4 separate regions of the Mus musculus genome follow, and regions 2, 3 and 4 are each linked to region 1. A link is a contact called in public HiChIP or PLAC-seq and promoter capture Hi-C data. All regions are on one chromosome and are shown on one strand. The core of a region is the stretch at or near the end of the contact, and the rest is flanking DNA. Distances in the headings are between cores, read along the strand shown.

Region 1 (3,489 bases), core at 370-2,869:
TGTTACCATCATTGAGACAAAAGAAAATAAAGGAGAGGAAGGGGAAGGGAGGGAAGGGGAAAGAAAGGGTGGGAAAACAAGTGGGAGAAGAGACGTGCTCCACAGGGGATCAGACCTCTACACCGCTCTGGACCTCCTGAGAAGCGCTAAGCTCCAAAGAGAAGCTGTGGAGTGGAGCGGAGGTGTGTGAATGTGTGTGTGTGATATAAAGGTGCATGCGTGCCTACGAATGTGCGTGGGGTGTTCTTGCGTGTGCGCGGGATAGGGTGTCCAGGAGACTGCCGCAGAGGTTCCTTTTGTGGAAGGCGGTGACCTGCTCAGTAGCGACCGTGGCGCCTCCCACTTCGCTCCATTAGGACACCAAGGCTCATCTTTTCCCTGCAGCAATTTCCATCGTCCTCTGTGGTTGCCCGCCCAGCCCCGAGCTGGTCTTCAGGTGCCAGGAGCAGCGTGCTGGGCGGCGGCTTTCGAGTCTCGGGAGCCCGGAGCTGGCGAGGGCGAGCTCAGTGGCGGTGCTGTTCGGGTTGAAGGGGGAGCGAGGGAAGCAGCAGAGCAGGAAAGGGCGTGCTGTCCTTTGCGGCCGGCTGGAGGAGCAGCCGGGTAGGCAGCATTGTTACCTGCAGCGGCCCCGCCCCTCCGCACCGCCCTGCCCCCTCACCGTCCCCGGCCTGCAGTCCTGCGGAGAGACGGCGGCGCCGGGACAGCGGGCGGAGGCTGCGCGGGCGCCGGGAGCGGGGGCGCGGTGAGTGCGGGACGACGGGAGCTAGGGCCCGGGCTGCCAGGCTGGGTTCGGGATGCTGGGCTGAGCAGCGGCGCGGGGAGGATGCGGTGAAGCGCGAGCTCTGTTCCGGATTCCGGGGACCTGATCCTGGAGCGCAGGCCCTGTGCCCCGAGGCGCATATGCGCCCGACTGGCTCGGCATCGGACCCTGAGCTCGGTGTAGCGCTGTCCGCGGGTGGGACCTCGGAGGTTTGATTAGCTTTCGTGGCACTTATGCGGGTCGCGCAGGTCACAGAAGTCCCTTTTAGCGAGGACTCGCTCCTGCTATAGTGATGTGGGGGTAGACTTCCAATGACTGCACACCTCCCTGGAAGTTCACCTCCGAAGTGGCGTCGGCGCTTGTGGAGTGGCGGGTTGGCAGTCACCCATGGTCCCCGAGCGTGACGGTTCCCCAGCCCCAGAGACTCCTTTTTGCGTTTCTGTCGCGGGTTCATTCCCCCTCTCTCGGTGCAAAACCGCAGTGCGGCCGAGAGCCCTTCTCCCAGGAGCCCACGCTGGGGACTACACGGTATCGCCGCAGCGGTGGTCCAAGCGGCTGGCGGCCACTGTTCCGTGAACCACGAGCTCCATAGAGAGCTGGGACCCCGGTTTGGGCGGGGAAGCTTGGACAGGACGAGCCACCCCCGGTCGGATAGGCACAGAAGAAGCCCCAGGGGTTTCGCGGCTGGCCTCCATGGCCTCTGAGATGGTCCGAGACTGGAGAGTGCGGGGCACTCATGGAAGCTGAGAGTCCATCCTTTCCCGGGAGGGTTGTCCCTACTGTCCCTGCTAGGGATCCTGCGTGGCGCGTGTGGGCGTCTCTTCGCCGCGGACGCGCGCCTTCCCGGCCCAGATAAGGCGGCCTCTGAGCTAGTGCGGGGACCGCCCATTCGAAGCTCGTCTGCTGTCCCGGGATCCTGGGCTGCGCAGCTGCGGGACGCTGGTAGCCTCGGGGGGCTTGGGCTAAGCGCCTCGGGAGCCGGCGGAGCCAAGGGCCTTTTGGTGAGTGGATTCGCCAAAGCGAGGGGCTAGAGACCGAAAGAGGTAGTGGGCAAGACTTGGGACTTCGTCCATCCTGACTGGAAAGAAATCTTTCTGGGTGCTCCCTCCCTCCCCTGTTCCGGGCGAGTTTCATAAAGACCTGGAGCTAGTGTTTAAAGAAATTCTACTTTGAGTTGGACACCCTGCGAGCACCCTCTTTAGTCCCCGTTGTCTTCCTGGAGCTTCTGTCTCTCCGAGAGCATCCTTCGGCTCTCCTGGGCCTATTCTTCCTGGTTTGGGAACTAGGGGAGAAGAGACTGGAAATGTGCTATCAGAAACAGGCAGCTGTGAATGTTTGTTTATGTGACGTGACAGATTAAACCTGCCGTCGTGGGTACTCTAGGCCGGCTGAAGGGCCAGGTAAGACTGCTGCTCGCAAACTGACTGTATTTCTTGATCAAGAAAGGGTTTGAAAAGACAGGTCGAGGTGGAGAGATGTTCCTTAAGGAGTGAGTAGAGAGAAGAGAATAGTATTAACGAAAGGCGGGAACTTCCCCCAGCCCTCTCTCTCTTTTCCCAACTAAGAATACTGTGTATGTAGCTTAGCCTCTTCCTCAGTTCCTCAGGTGGACGGGCTGCACTCCCAGCTCAGGCTCATCTGTGACACATGTCAAGAGGCAAGAGGAAAGCCATCTGGCTCTGTGTCACTTTTTATTACTGTTGAACAGAGCGTGCAGACCCTCCTTTGAGAAAGCTCTGGTTAGAGCTAGGGGCCACACAGCTCTTCCAGGAACCCTTAGGAATGGTCTTATTCTAACCCTGTGTGCTGGCTGATCATACGCTGAAGGTTAAGTTCTTGATCATAGCATCCCTCACTGAAATTGGAGTTAAAAGATGCTGAGCTGAGCAGCAGAGCAGCATCCCCAGCGGGAGGGACAGTAACCCCACCTCTGATGACCGGTGGTGGTTATCACTCAGCAGACTTGAAGATGGGTTCTGTCATCAGAAAGCCTATTGGTGACAGCTCTGCATTTAACGGCCTCCTCGCTGTAGGGGAGACGTTAAATACAAGCCTGCCTGTGTTTGTCTTAGGGAGATTGATGGGATAGTTGAAGGTTCCCAGACAGAATCGGGGCTGATTCCATTGTCTCTGCTGCCAACTGCCAACTGTGAGAGGCAGGGGACCATGTCATGTGTCGGGGTGTTTGCATCACCTGCATTTCTCTCGGTGTCTTTGAGATTGTGTGGAGTCATCTCTATTATGGAAAGTATGGTAGAATTATTTTTTTTTCCGAGTCCTCAACTTTAATACCACGTGTGACTGTAAAGAGATGGGATGCCATCTGTGCCCTTCTTTTCTTACCACCTCTTTAACGTTGGTAACCCTGCCTAGTGTTAGTAGTAAGGATGCAACAGGAACAAAAGCTCTTGCTGGTGAGCCAACTCTCTAGGTAGAGCTAGGATCTTTAACAATTATGGGAGGGGGTTGCCAGAGAAAGGGACCAGGGACAGAAAGCTACATCCCCCTTTGTTCCTTTAACTCCTTAAAGTGACTTTCTTCTCTCAGGCTGGGCAAGAGTCATAGAATCATATCAATGCAAGTTCATGTGTGTCTCTTCTTAACTTCTGCTAGCTCTTATCTGGTACTTCTACTGTGCACAGCACAGTACTCAAAAAACAAAAGTCTTAGTCCTTTGGGGTGTGGGTGTGAGAAGACAGTGACTGGGGATATCCCACTACCTTTGATGA
Region 2 (3,489 bases), core at 258-2,757, 220 kb after region 1:
AAATGATTATTTTAAGCATCTTGATATCGTGATAGAAAACTGACTGACACCTGAGGACAGATGTAATTAGTGAAGTGCAGTAATTCTGGAGTATGGTGGGCCCCTAACCTAATATGGCTAGCGTTTTACAAAAAGAGGCGGACATCTGGTCACGGCGAGCCAGGGAAAATAAGTGCTTACAATGCCGCTAGCCAAGGAACCAGGGGTCCTTCCTGGAGTAAGCTCCTCCCATCACACTGGCTGCAGGCTCCCAGGCTGTGAGGCAATTTATTTCTGTTATTTAATCTCCTCACTTCCAGGTACTTTGTTTTGACAGATGCAACACACCAATACAAACCGTTTTTCTCTACTCTGTATTTACCTTCGCTGTCTAACCACACACCTGCCCAACCTGTCTTGCTTAGCCAGAAGGTCCCAAATACTTTAGAAATCTGTGTGGCTGATTTGTATTCTGTGACCTCGTTCTGAACCCAACTCCTGGCTTCTCTGGGTCCTCTCTCATTTTCTTCTACTTGTCCTGCCACAGGAGGCAGACAGGAGGCTATGACCTCTGTAGGATACCTTTGCCCCACCCCTGTAATGGGCATTTTATTTTAGTCTCTCTCTTGCTGTCTTTGGAGTCTTTCCCCTTCATTTCAAACTCACCTCCACCCCCTTTCTAGGTTGGAGTAGCCTTGTGAAATTATCTTTCTGCGGTGGAAATCTTATTACATCACTTGCCAGCTCCAAATCTCTCAGAGGGTCCCTTTAGTTTCTAGTCAGATGCCAAGGTCCCAGTTTACCTAGGACGACAAGCACGGTGACCTAACTTCTTTGCCATCCACCATAGAGCATCTATCTGTCTTCATTGCTCCTGCTCTGCCCCTAAAGCCACATTCAGGATCAGCTAGTGCCCAGCCTCTTTGTTCTAGAGCCTGCAGAAGCCCAAAATTTAAAAGGCTTGTCCGGGAGGTGGCGGCAGGTGGGGGTTGGAGGTGGGGAGCTGTCTTTGGATTCTAGACTGATTGAAAAGCCCCATCTGTGCTCTCCCCAACCCCACCCTATGTTTCTTTGACTGTAATTTTTCAGGGTTGGGAACTGGTAAGTCTCCCTAGCATAACCAGCCCAACACAGTAGAGCACTTGAGAGGAAGTAGCGACTTCACGCTGTCAAAGGCACTCCAAAGTGAGGAAGGGACGGGGGGGGGGGGGGGGGGGGCGGAGAAACAGCAATTTTGCCCAGCTGTTTGGGAGAATGAAAAATCAATTTGCAAAGACAGCACTTCCTCATCCTTTTCAGCGCTGACTGTATCATAACTGACTCGTGAATTGGAATTAAAGCAAAGCTTTTCCCCTTGTCACGGTCAGCAGTGTGTGCTTTCAATACCGAACGCCCGGCGGTGGAGGCAGGCTGCGTCGAGCTCGCTCAGCCCGGTACAGCTGAAGTCACTTCCCCTGCAGGGACAGAGCGTGCTTTCGTGGGGTGGGCGGGCGGGTGTGTGTGTGTGAGAGAGAGAGAGTTTTCCGCAGTAGACCTGAAAACCCAGCCAGCCGCGGATTGGCGCATCCCGGCTGCGGCCGCCTGAGTCATCCGAATCGTTCTGGAACCGGGCACCAACTTGCGTGTTTGTCCGCGGCTCTTTGTGCGCGGATCAGCTGTACCGTGGGCTCTGGCATCTAATCCAGGATTTGCCTCTGCGCGAGGCTTATGGAAAGCAGATGTCTCGCCGCTCTGGGACTGAGCACAGAATGGAAGTGACCCAGAGAGGAGCTGTTTGGTACAGACGACACGGAGGGAAGGCCCCGGCGCGGCCCGCGAGGCCAGCTCCGCTCCTCGCGTCCGTCCTCTCTGCCGAGCCCGCCGCTCAGATCGTGTCCCGCGAGCGAGCCGTGTGACCGTGAGGCCGCGTGCGGCGGGAGCCGGGATACCGGGGTCCGCGGCCGCCAGAGATCCGGGTGCGAGCAGCAGCCGCGAGGGTCGCGGTAAGTGTCCCTGGGGGTGGGGGCGTGAGGGGCGCGGGCGGTTTTTCGGAGCTGTCAGCCCGCCAGCACTGTTCCCGGAATCTCACGGACCCTCTGCAGACCCTGACCTGCAAGGAACGCTTGCAAAGTCATTTGACCCTGGAGTAGAAAGCGACTCTATAATCTTAAAGCTTGGAAAGGTGTCCTCTTCCCACCCCCACCCCCAACCCCATTTCTTTTTCTTCCAAAAATAAACAAACAAAAAAATGTTCTTTCTCTTTGAAGGAACTACTCAGCTAGATTCCTGTCTATTAGTTTTCACGCTTACCCTCTGGCCAAGCTCACGCTGCACGTCTGGTTTATTAAAAGGTGGAGATGTTGCCTTTCTGGGCTTTTTGATTGATGCTGAAAAATCTGCATGCTGCTGTCAAGATGTAAAGGATTGGGGGTGGGGAGGAAGCTTGTCCCAAAAATGCTTGTCAGATGCAAAGCATTCCGCGAACCCCAGACATTTCCCCATTTGTAATCTAATCGATTCCAGGGAGCAACTGACTTATTTTCTGCAACTCCTTAATCGAATTAGGGCACAGATAGCGTTAGATTCAAATACTTTTTAATTCTAGTGTGTGTGTGGGGGGGAGGGGGAACGGGACACGTATTTATTTATTTTGAGGTTCTGGGGAATTAATGCTCGGCTGAACTGATAAGTTACGGCCCCACCTCTCAAATGCTTTTTAGATAGTACATTTAACAGCATTTGAAGTTCTGAGAGTCTAAAGATTAGGCTACACGCTAGGATATACATGAGAGGTTGTTCTTGTGACAGTTTGCATATCTATGCCCGCCCCCCCCCCCGCGCCCGCTCAGGGTTGGTTGGTTTGTTTTTCCTTCTAAGATGGAGCTTAACCTTCACATCTGTATTCTTGAAATATAGTTATAAGCTCAGTACAGCATAACAAGTACTTCCAGATTCCTTCCTGGGGGCGGGAGTTACTGTGCTGGATTTTATATGACCTCCAGTTTCAGATTTCCACTCCATTTCACCCTTAACAGAGCCAGCATGGGCGCTTCAACTCCAAGCAACAGAAGAGCAGGAGTGATTCAGAGCACTTGGCCCACCACGGCCTTGAACCAAGACAGAAAGCATTTTATAGACTTTTTATGATATGCACTACATTCCCGTCCTGTTCAAACATAGGCTCATATAATGATTAAAGATCAATTAAAGAGAAGCAGGCCCTGCCTCCCTTCTCCCTTGGGTAAATACGGTCTCCCCTTTCTTCCCTCCCTCATTTGCAGAATTCTATTTCACTCAGTTACCATGACCTCATTTTGGATTGCGGCATACATGGGGCCATCAACTGTCATTATCAATGTTTGTTTCAGTGAAAATGTGCCCTGTCAGTATCTTCTGAGAACGTTTACTCAAACCTTACCTTTATTTTCCTAGAAAACTCTCCATGTATATAAATTGTACTGTGTCAAAAAAAACAAACATGGCATCCATACCTTTAATTATTCTTATATCATCCCGTTACTGGTGGCTTGT
Region 3 (3,489 bases), core at 645-3,144, 160 kb after region 1:
CCCTGACTTCCCTGGATGATGGGCCACAAGCTATAAGATGACATAAACCCTTTCCTCCCCAAGGAAAGGTTATGGTCATGGTGTTTCATGACAGCAATAGAAACGTAAGACAGGGCAGAGCTAGGAACAGTTATAATCCTACAAGTCCTGCCCTTAGTGAGCACCTCTGTGAGGTAGGCCCAGTTCCACAGCCTCCCTACACAGTGCTGCCAGCTTGGTGGGGGGCAAGTATACAAATCATGAACACTGGGAGATGTTTCAGATCCAAACATAACTTAGGTTCTTCAACCAACCTCTATTTATCCTCTAGTTTCTCCCTTTTAGCATGCTTACTGGACTTGCCTTGTAACCTGTGTTCTCCAGAGCCTCAGGTAGGCGTGAACACAGCCACCTAGAGAAAGGGATTTCTTTTTTCTTTTTTTAATATTTACTTATTTATTATTTAATGGATGAATGCTCTGCTGCACATACATCGCATGCCAGAAGAGGGCATCAGATGCCCTTGGAGATGGTTGTAAAGCACCTCGTGGTTGCTGGGAATTGAACTCAGGACCTCTGGAAGAGCAGCCCGTGCTCTCAACTGCCGAGCCTTTTCTCTAACCCCAAGACAGGATCCTTCTGGTATGTGTCCTCATGCCTCTATACGGAACACATCTAACACCAAGAACACTGACTGCCAATACCCTTTGGCCACATCAAAAAGGGGCGAGCTCACAAATGTCTTGATAGATTGATAGCTTCTAGACATAGAAAACATTGATTAGTTTTACATTGGCCGTCTACAGTATTTTTTTTTCAATCATTCTGTAGATATTTTAGTTTATGGTCTAAATTTTTACATTAGGCTAATTTTATCAAACTTACAGAAGACTTCATTTTCCATTTCCTTTGGCTTTCTGAGTTCACCCAGGGGTTGTTGACCAGGGAAAGTGGGGAGGGTTTTTCCACTGTGTTTACTCTTTTCTAATTTGTTGCTTCATCTGGGCCACTCTGACACATCATATTCTCCTAGAAAAGGAATGATCCCAACTTTGAAGTAGCCTAGAGCCTCACAACACTAGAAGCTTTAACCCTGCAGGTTTAAAGGCTGGGTTGTGGAGAGGCATGGTGGTTTTGACCCGGGAGTCTTCTTTATAGCAAACTATGAAGTGAAAGCTGGCATCCCTCCATGAAGATACCAGTGAAACCTGGAGCCCGCAGGCTGTGCATTCCTTGAGTGCTTGGAGCACACCCAGCACAGAGTCAGCACCCAACAAATGCTTCTAGAATGAAGGAATGGGGATCAACAAGCCCAGGGCATCAGCCAGGAGCCTTCCACCCTAGATCCTTCCTGTGAACTCCCATTCTTGAGGAAGTGACTCAGGGTTGCTATCTGGTGGTGGGTGAGAAAACATGTGCGTTTATCAGCAGGGTACTCAGCCAAGTGGAATTCATCACTGGGAAACCATTTGTGTTTTAATGAGGACAGAGTTGACTACAGACAGCCTAGTCATCTACCATCTTGGATGCCAGTCTGTCTTGGCATTTTGGCTCCAAGGCCTTCCAGCAGTTTGAATTCCAGGCAGTTTGAATTTCTCTGTTCAATGATGTGGAGGCTCAGAGAAAATTCCAAACTATGAACTTCACCGTTGAAAGAAGTAACTTTTGAGTACCTATTGTGTGCAGTAGGTGCAATAAAGAGGAGGTTCTGGTTGCAAGGATGGAAGATAGATGGAGAGCGTCAACATTAACTGGACAGGCAGTGTGTGCTGAGTCCATAAAGCAGCTACATATAACTCAAAGCAGGCGGGCAGGGAGAACCTTCTAGAAGAGATGGAAAGTGAATCAGAGATTAGGAGGTCCAGTTTTGCTAAGTCTTAAAATCAACACCCTCCCGTCACATGGCCTTCACAGACATTGATGGGTGTTAGAGTCACAGGGTGTGGCAGTTAGTTTTATGTGTCACCTTGGCTAAGTCGTGTACACATGGTGCCCAGTTGCTTGGTCAAATGCCAGACTAGTTATTGCCCTGAAGGGAACTTTTAGCTATGATTCACTTTTCTTTTCGTCTCTTTTCTCTCTGTGCTGGGGACTGAATCCAGGGCCCCATCCATGCTAAGCATGTACTCTGTCACTGAGCTGCCTTCCCACCCCCTAATTAACATGAAGCCGGGAGACCGTGAGTGAAGCAGATTACTCCATGAATGGATGGACCTCATCCAGTGAGACAGAAGGCCTTAGTAGAAGAGATTGATGGATACCCAAGGTTGAGGGTGGGGATACCCTTGGGTGATAGGAATCTTGTCAGAGCGTCTAGCCCACCCTACACATTTTAGGCTTGCTGGTCTACCCCACAGTACAGCTCTCTGTCCACACATCCTGTTGACTACTGCGCTGTAGGGTCCTAATGAATAGGCCTTTTTGTTTAGCCAGTAGGGCTAATGCACCTGAGTCCTAGTGTGTCTTCACAAAGGGACATAGTCCTGAGCACGCCTTTAATTTCAGCACTCTGGAGGCAGAAGCAGACATATCTTGGTAAGACCAGGCTGATTTACATAACAAGGTCCAGTCAGAGCTTTGCCTCCAAATCAATAAGAACCATAAAAGTTAAGGAGCACACAACCACTGTGGAGAAAAGTAACTCCTTTTTTCTCTTCTTATTTGCTGATCTGGGGCCAGGACTTGAGAGCTTGTTAGAGAAAGCTGGGTTCATAATCTCTGGGGCATCACCAGGACCCAGGTTCTCCTGGCAGGTTTTGGAATAATTGTTCTTCAGGTAGGGACCCCAATGCCCACCCTGACTCCCCTGAGCCTCCGATCCAAGCAATCGCATGGTAACCCCTGTCAGATCCAACTCTTTGTTGCCAGAGTCAGTAGCACTAGCTTGAACACAATGAATAAACATCCTTGGGGGCTCCATGGTCACTGGCTAGACATGCCCAGAGCACACGCAGAAATTTAATGGAATGGATTTACATTTTAGACTCCAAAAATTTGGGACTAATTGTTGGCGTCCCTCTAATTATCAAGAGATTTGGGGGTGTTTTTGGTTTCTTCCCTAATCTTAGGCATGTGCCTGAGGAAACTGGAAGAGGGCATCAGATCCCCTGCAACTAGAGCTACTGGTGGTTTTGAACTATCATGTGCGTGCAGGAAACTGAACCTGTATCCTCTGTAAGAGCAACGAGTGCTTAACTGCTGAGCCATTTTTCCAGGCTCTAGCAAGCTCCTTGTCACAATATGTCTGATTTCACCCAGGATTCCTGATCCTGGTTCCTGGCTGGAGCGTTTTCATCTTTGTGTTCTTGGTTCTGGTGTGATACTTTGAATACAGTAGAGGCTTAATGAGTATGTGCTAGGCTGCCAGCTGTAGATCATGGTAGGGACAACAGGGGGTGAGTGACTGATATGTCCTAGGCCTTATACACACTCTCCTGTACTTGCCACAGTCTTCAGTGGCATGCCCACGGTTGCTCCCACATTTCAACAAGGGTCCTTTCTATTATGACC
Region 4 (3,489 bases), core at 703-3,202, 140 kb after region 1:
AGATTGAGTCACTTGCCCAGGTCACACAGCCAATGGCAAAGCTGGAGTTTATGTTCAGGAAATGGGACCCCAGATGTTATGTATGCTCCTTAGCACCAAGTCTGAGAAAAACAGGACTCTCTGCTTTGAAGGTTACCGGTGAGAGTCCTGGAGAAAGAGGAACCAGAAGGATGCAAAGAGATGTAACATGTCCTGATTTTTTTAAACAAACAAACAAACAAACAAAATTATACTAAAATATGTTAGTACAAGCCGGACAGTGATGGCTCATGCCTTTAGTTTCAATACCGGAGAGGCAGAGGCAGGCAGATCTCTGTGAGTTCAAGGCCAGCCTGGACAACCAGGGCTAGACAATGAAACTTTGTCTCAAAAAAAAAAAACAAAACAAAACAAAACAAAACAAAAAAACCAAAACCAAACAAACAATGTATGTATATGTTTGTGTGTGTTTATATATGTTACTGCATAGAGACCATAGACAATGGTTTAGTGGCATACTGCCTACCTGCCTTACTAAGCAGAGGCCCCCAAGTATGATCTGCTTCCCTCTGCATTTCCTCCTTACCCGCACAGACATATATATTCACATCCACAGGATCCATAAGTACCATGTCATACAGATGGTGACCTCTAAAACTTTATGTAAACGGCACGATGCTATGTGACCCTCAGAAACATCTGCTGCTGTCTTCTTAACCTTGTGTCTCCGAGACTGAGAAAGTGCTCTCTGCTGACGCACAAGGATCATGTGCATTTATTTTATTTTATTTTATTTTATTTTATTTTTTTTGTAGCTGTGGAATGTTTTGTTCTTGCTTTTTTTGAGATGAGGGAGTCTCTTTTTATTGCTCAGAATGCTTCCTAACTCGAGAGCACAAACGATCGGCCCTGGCCTCCGCTTCCGGAGGACAAGCTGGCACTGTGCGCTAGGTACTCAGCCCCTGCCTTCCAGTCATCTTTCCAGTTCCTTAGCGCAAGGGGTGGAGCCCGGGGCCTTGTGCAAGCAAGCTTGGCAAGCATTGGACTGCTGAGCTTCTCACACCCTGGCCGTATTATTGGAGCATAATATCTAATCAAGAAGGCCCACAGATCTGCAAAGTTCCAGTTCAAGGAATATATGGAGTGCTTACACGTGTATTACCATCTCACAGCCTAAGGGAAATGACCAGGGCTGGAGATGCGGCTCAGCTGGTAGAGCGCTTTCCTAGACTCACAGAGCCCTTGGGTCAGTCTTCCAGCATTGCACAAACTGGGCTTTTTCACAGTGCATGCTTGTAATCCCAGAACTCGGGAGGCAGAGGCAGGAGGATAGGAAGTTCACTGTCTCCCTGAGGGACTAGAAGTTATGTTTCCTGATAGGTAGACAGATAAGAAGAAGGGCCATGACTAGGAAATAAAGGTGGTGAACTTCCAAGATGGCTGGCTTCTTCCTCATGCTCCTGACCTGAGACAAAAAAGCCTGAAGGCTTAAAACAAAGGACTGGTGGGCTCTCCTCTCCAGCCCCCTGCCTGTGGACTTGTTTACAAAAGCTGTGGATGGTTCATCTCCCCTGCTTTTGTTCTAAAGGACCAACCCTAATCTAGAGGAGGAGGACCTCCTTGAAGATCCTAAAGACCCCAGCCTTTCCAGGAGAGATGGACTTGGCTTCCTGAGCCCCCCTGCTCTACAGAGGGTGTGTGTGTGTGTGTGTGTGTGTGTGTGTGTGTGTGTGTTGGAGGCCAGCCTGGACTAACTACTACAGGAGATGTAAAAAACAAAAACCGAAAATAGATAAATAAATAAATGAACAAACAAATAAACAAATAAATGTAGATTTAGTCCTAAATTCTAAAACAACTGCAGTTCTGATGAGATGGATATTAGCCAACAGTGTAACACCAGGATTTAGAAACCTCTCTCCTGGCCATTTATTTTCATTGCAAAACAGTACGAGCGGATTGCGACTTGTTCACCTTCTTTGCTGGAGAGCGTTTGTGTCGTTTGCCCTGTCTTTACACAGGGGTATGCACTCACACCCACGGCTCACTGAGGGTGGATTTGCCATTTCCAGCCTAGTGCAGCTTTACAGCTTTAACCTGTGGGTCAACCAGATCGCAGCTCTGCCTGTATAGCAGGATGTGAAAGTTGCTCTCCCCCACAGCCTCACAGGGCTTAGAATCCAAGTGTCTCCTAATCTACACAGTGAGAACCCCCCCCCCCCCCACCACCACCACCGTGATTTAAATTTGCATGTCACTGCTTCCAAATGAGACATCTCACTAGGGGGTTTTCAGGGATCCTCTTTTCTGAATCCATTAATTATGTCTTTGTCAAGTTTTTTTTCTTTTCCTATTGGGTTGTTGCCATGTTTACTGATTTTAAGGACTCCTGTATATACTAGACGCTTTTCCTGGATCAGCTTTTTATTGGGGCGGGGCACTTTGTTTTAATTTTCAAAAGAGGGGGGAAATTCGCTTAATAAACTAGAGGGCGCTGAGTGCGATGTAAATTTCTAGCGAGATCTAGAACGGATGGGAAAGTGGATGACTTGTGGCAACTGAGCATGGAGTTATGATCGTTGGGAGGAGCCTAGGTTACAGAAAACCAGTCACGCCGGACTTGTCTCGGAAAGGCTTCAGTTGCGGGCCACCACCTTTTGGGCGACACGCATGAATGATGAGCGCACTGTGCCCGCACGTACATTTCATGAAGCCCTGGAGACCGGTTACCTCCTTCATGGTGCAGAGCTCAGCAGCGACTGTGGAGGATCCCTGGGCCATAGAGCAGGGAGAGCAGGGATGTTTGTGGAGGGGTTTCTGCGAGTCCGTAACCTTGGCCTTGCCGTAAGGGAGATGCTGAACTGTAGACATGGGATAAAAATCAGTTACAACTGTGTCCTATGAATCCCGCAAGAATTTTCTGGAGACTTATATATACTTGGGCTGGGTACTGACCCATTCAACAAACTCATTGGTTTCTCTAAGAGGGGACAGAGGGGACATGGAAATCCTGTGTAAGTGTCTTGAAAGTGAATTTGGAGAATAACATCTGTACCCTAAATTTAACCTAAATGCAAATTCCCAAGGACACGTCAAAAGGGTCCAATTCATCACCTTGTCTGCCCCTCCCTGTCACCAAAATCCTCACTAGGGAGGATGTGAGAGAGACAGCCAGCCATATGAGGCTCGGGAGAAGCTGGGGCACCGTGGCAGCGTGCAGTGGAGCAGTGGCAGGCAGACTGGTCTGGCCAGTGTGCGGCCTGAGGAGCATCTGCGTTCAAGGCCAGCAGGAGCTGGGGAGCTGGAGCTGGGCCCCGCTGCTTCCAGACTCACTCGCTGTTGCCTAAATGCTCCTGGAACCCTAAACCCATACTGAAACCCAACCGCAAGGTGGCGCTATTGAAGTAACCCTTGGGAGCTGAGTGGGTAGAGTGGTACCTCCCCACCCCCTCCCCGCCCCCACGTACAAAGGGATTGGTGACCCTATCAAAGACAAGGGGTGTTTCGCTT

Evidence for each region. HiChIP or PLAC-seq counts read pairs in DNA pulled down with a chosen protein or histone mark. Capture Hi-C pulls out chosen DNA fragments and counts their contacts.
Region 2: a contact with region 1 is called in a promoter capture Hi-C map of liver. The contact joins the promoter of Trim2 here to the promoter of Fhdc1 in region 1. A contact is called at or near these places in 2 of 484 Hi-C or Micro-C datasets (Sertoli cells and embryonic stem cells), 3 of 115 datasets of contacts at active chromatin or transcription factors (embryonic stem cells, memory CD8 T cells and pancreatic cancer cells) and 3 of 9 other capture datasets (adipose tissue, liver and pancreatic islet).
Region 3: a contact with region 1 is called in an H3K27ac HiChIP or PLAC-seq map of the NIH/3T3 cell line, with 6 times the contacts expected there. The contact joins the enhancer-like site here to the promoter of Fhdc1 in region 1. A contact is called at or near these places in 12 of 39 promoter capture datasets (the 3T3-L1 cell line, 3T3-L1-derived adipocytes, HPC-7-derived erythroid cells and 7 more), 25 of 484 Hi-C or Micro-C datasets (3T3-L1-derived adipocytes, the C2C12 cell line, the G1E-ER4 cell line and 15 more), 12 of 115 datasets of contacts at active chromatin or transcription factors (CD8 T cells, the NIH/3T3 cell line, bone marrow-derived macrophages and 9 more) and 4 of 9 other capture datasets (adipose tissue, embryonic stem cells, liver and 1 more).
Region 4: an H3K4me3 HiChIP or PLAC-seq map of embryonic stem cells shows a contact between it and region 1, with 32 read pairs. The contact joins the enhancer-like site here to the promoter of Fhdc1 in region 1. A contact is called at or near these places in 17 of 39 promoter capture datasets (HPC-7-derived erythroid cells, cranial neural crest, embryonic stem cells and 10 more), 1 of 15 datasets of contacts at CTCF or cohesin (embryonic stem cells), 82 of 484 Hi-C or Micro-C datasets (the AML12 cell line, B cells, the C2C12 cell line and 39 more), 31 of 115 datasets of contacts at active chromatin or transcription factors (the HPC-7 cell line, the NIH/3T3 cell line, VIP interneurons and 22 more) and 5 of 9 other capture datasets (adipose tissue, embryonic stem cells, liver and 2 more).

Annotation. Positions count from the first base shown.
Region 1 is chr3:84,477,621-84,481,109 of GRCm38.p6, reverse strand. Fhdc1 (FH2 domain containing 1) reads left to right here and starts at 1,619. Exons shown (of 12, transcript NM_001205355.1): 1 at 1,619-1,761.
Region 2 is chr3:84,257,797-84,261,285 of GRCm38.p6, reverse strand. It overlaps Trim2 (tripartite motif-containing 2), which reads left to right and starts at 1,507. Exons shown (of 12, transcript NM_001271727.1): 1 at 1,507-1,961. It overlaps Gm40078 (a long non-coding RNA gene), which reads right to left. Exons shown (of 3, transcript XR_867391.3): 3 at 3,062-3,489.
Region 3 is chr3:84,317,521-84,321,009 of GRCm38.p6, reverse strand. No RefSeq gene overlaps it. Among named protein-coding and RNA genes, the nearest start is that of Trim2, 59 kb to the right of the region's middle. Within about 2 kb of position 1,894, at least 70 of the 459 cell types and tissues checked have an H3K27ac peak or open chromatin away from gene starts, as enhancers often do. A contact at or near this core is called in the C2C12 cell line, the G1E-ER4 cell line, the NIH/3T3 cell line and 7 more, where this site is marked.
Region 4 is chr3:84,334,059-84,337,547 of GRCm38.p6, reverse strand. No RefSeq gene overlaps it. Among named protein-coding and RNA genes, the nearest start is that of 4930565D16Rik, 44 kb to the left of the region's middle. Within about 2 kb of position 1,952, at least 53 of the 459 cell types and tissues checked have an H3K27ac peak or open chromatin away from gene starts, as enhancers often do. A contact at or near this core is called in B cells, bone marrow-derived macrophages, differentiating embryonic stem cells and 8 more, where this site is marked.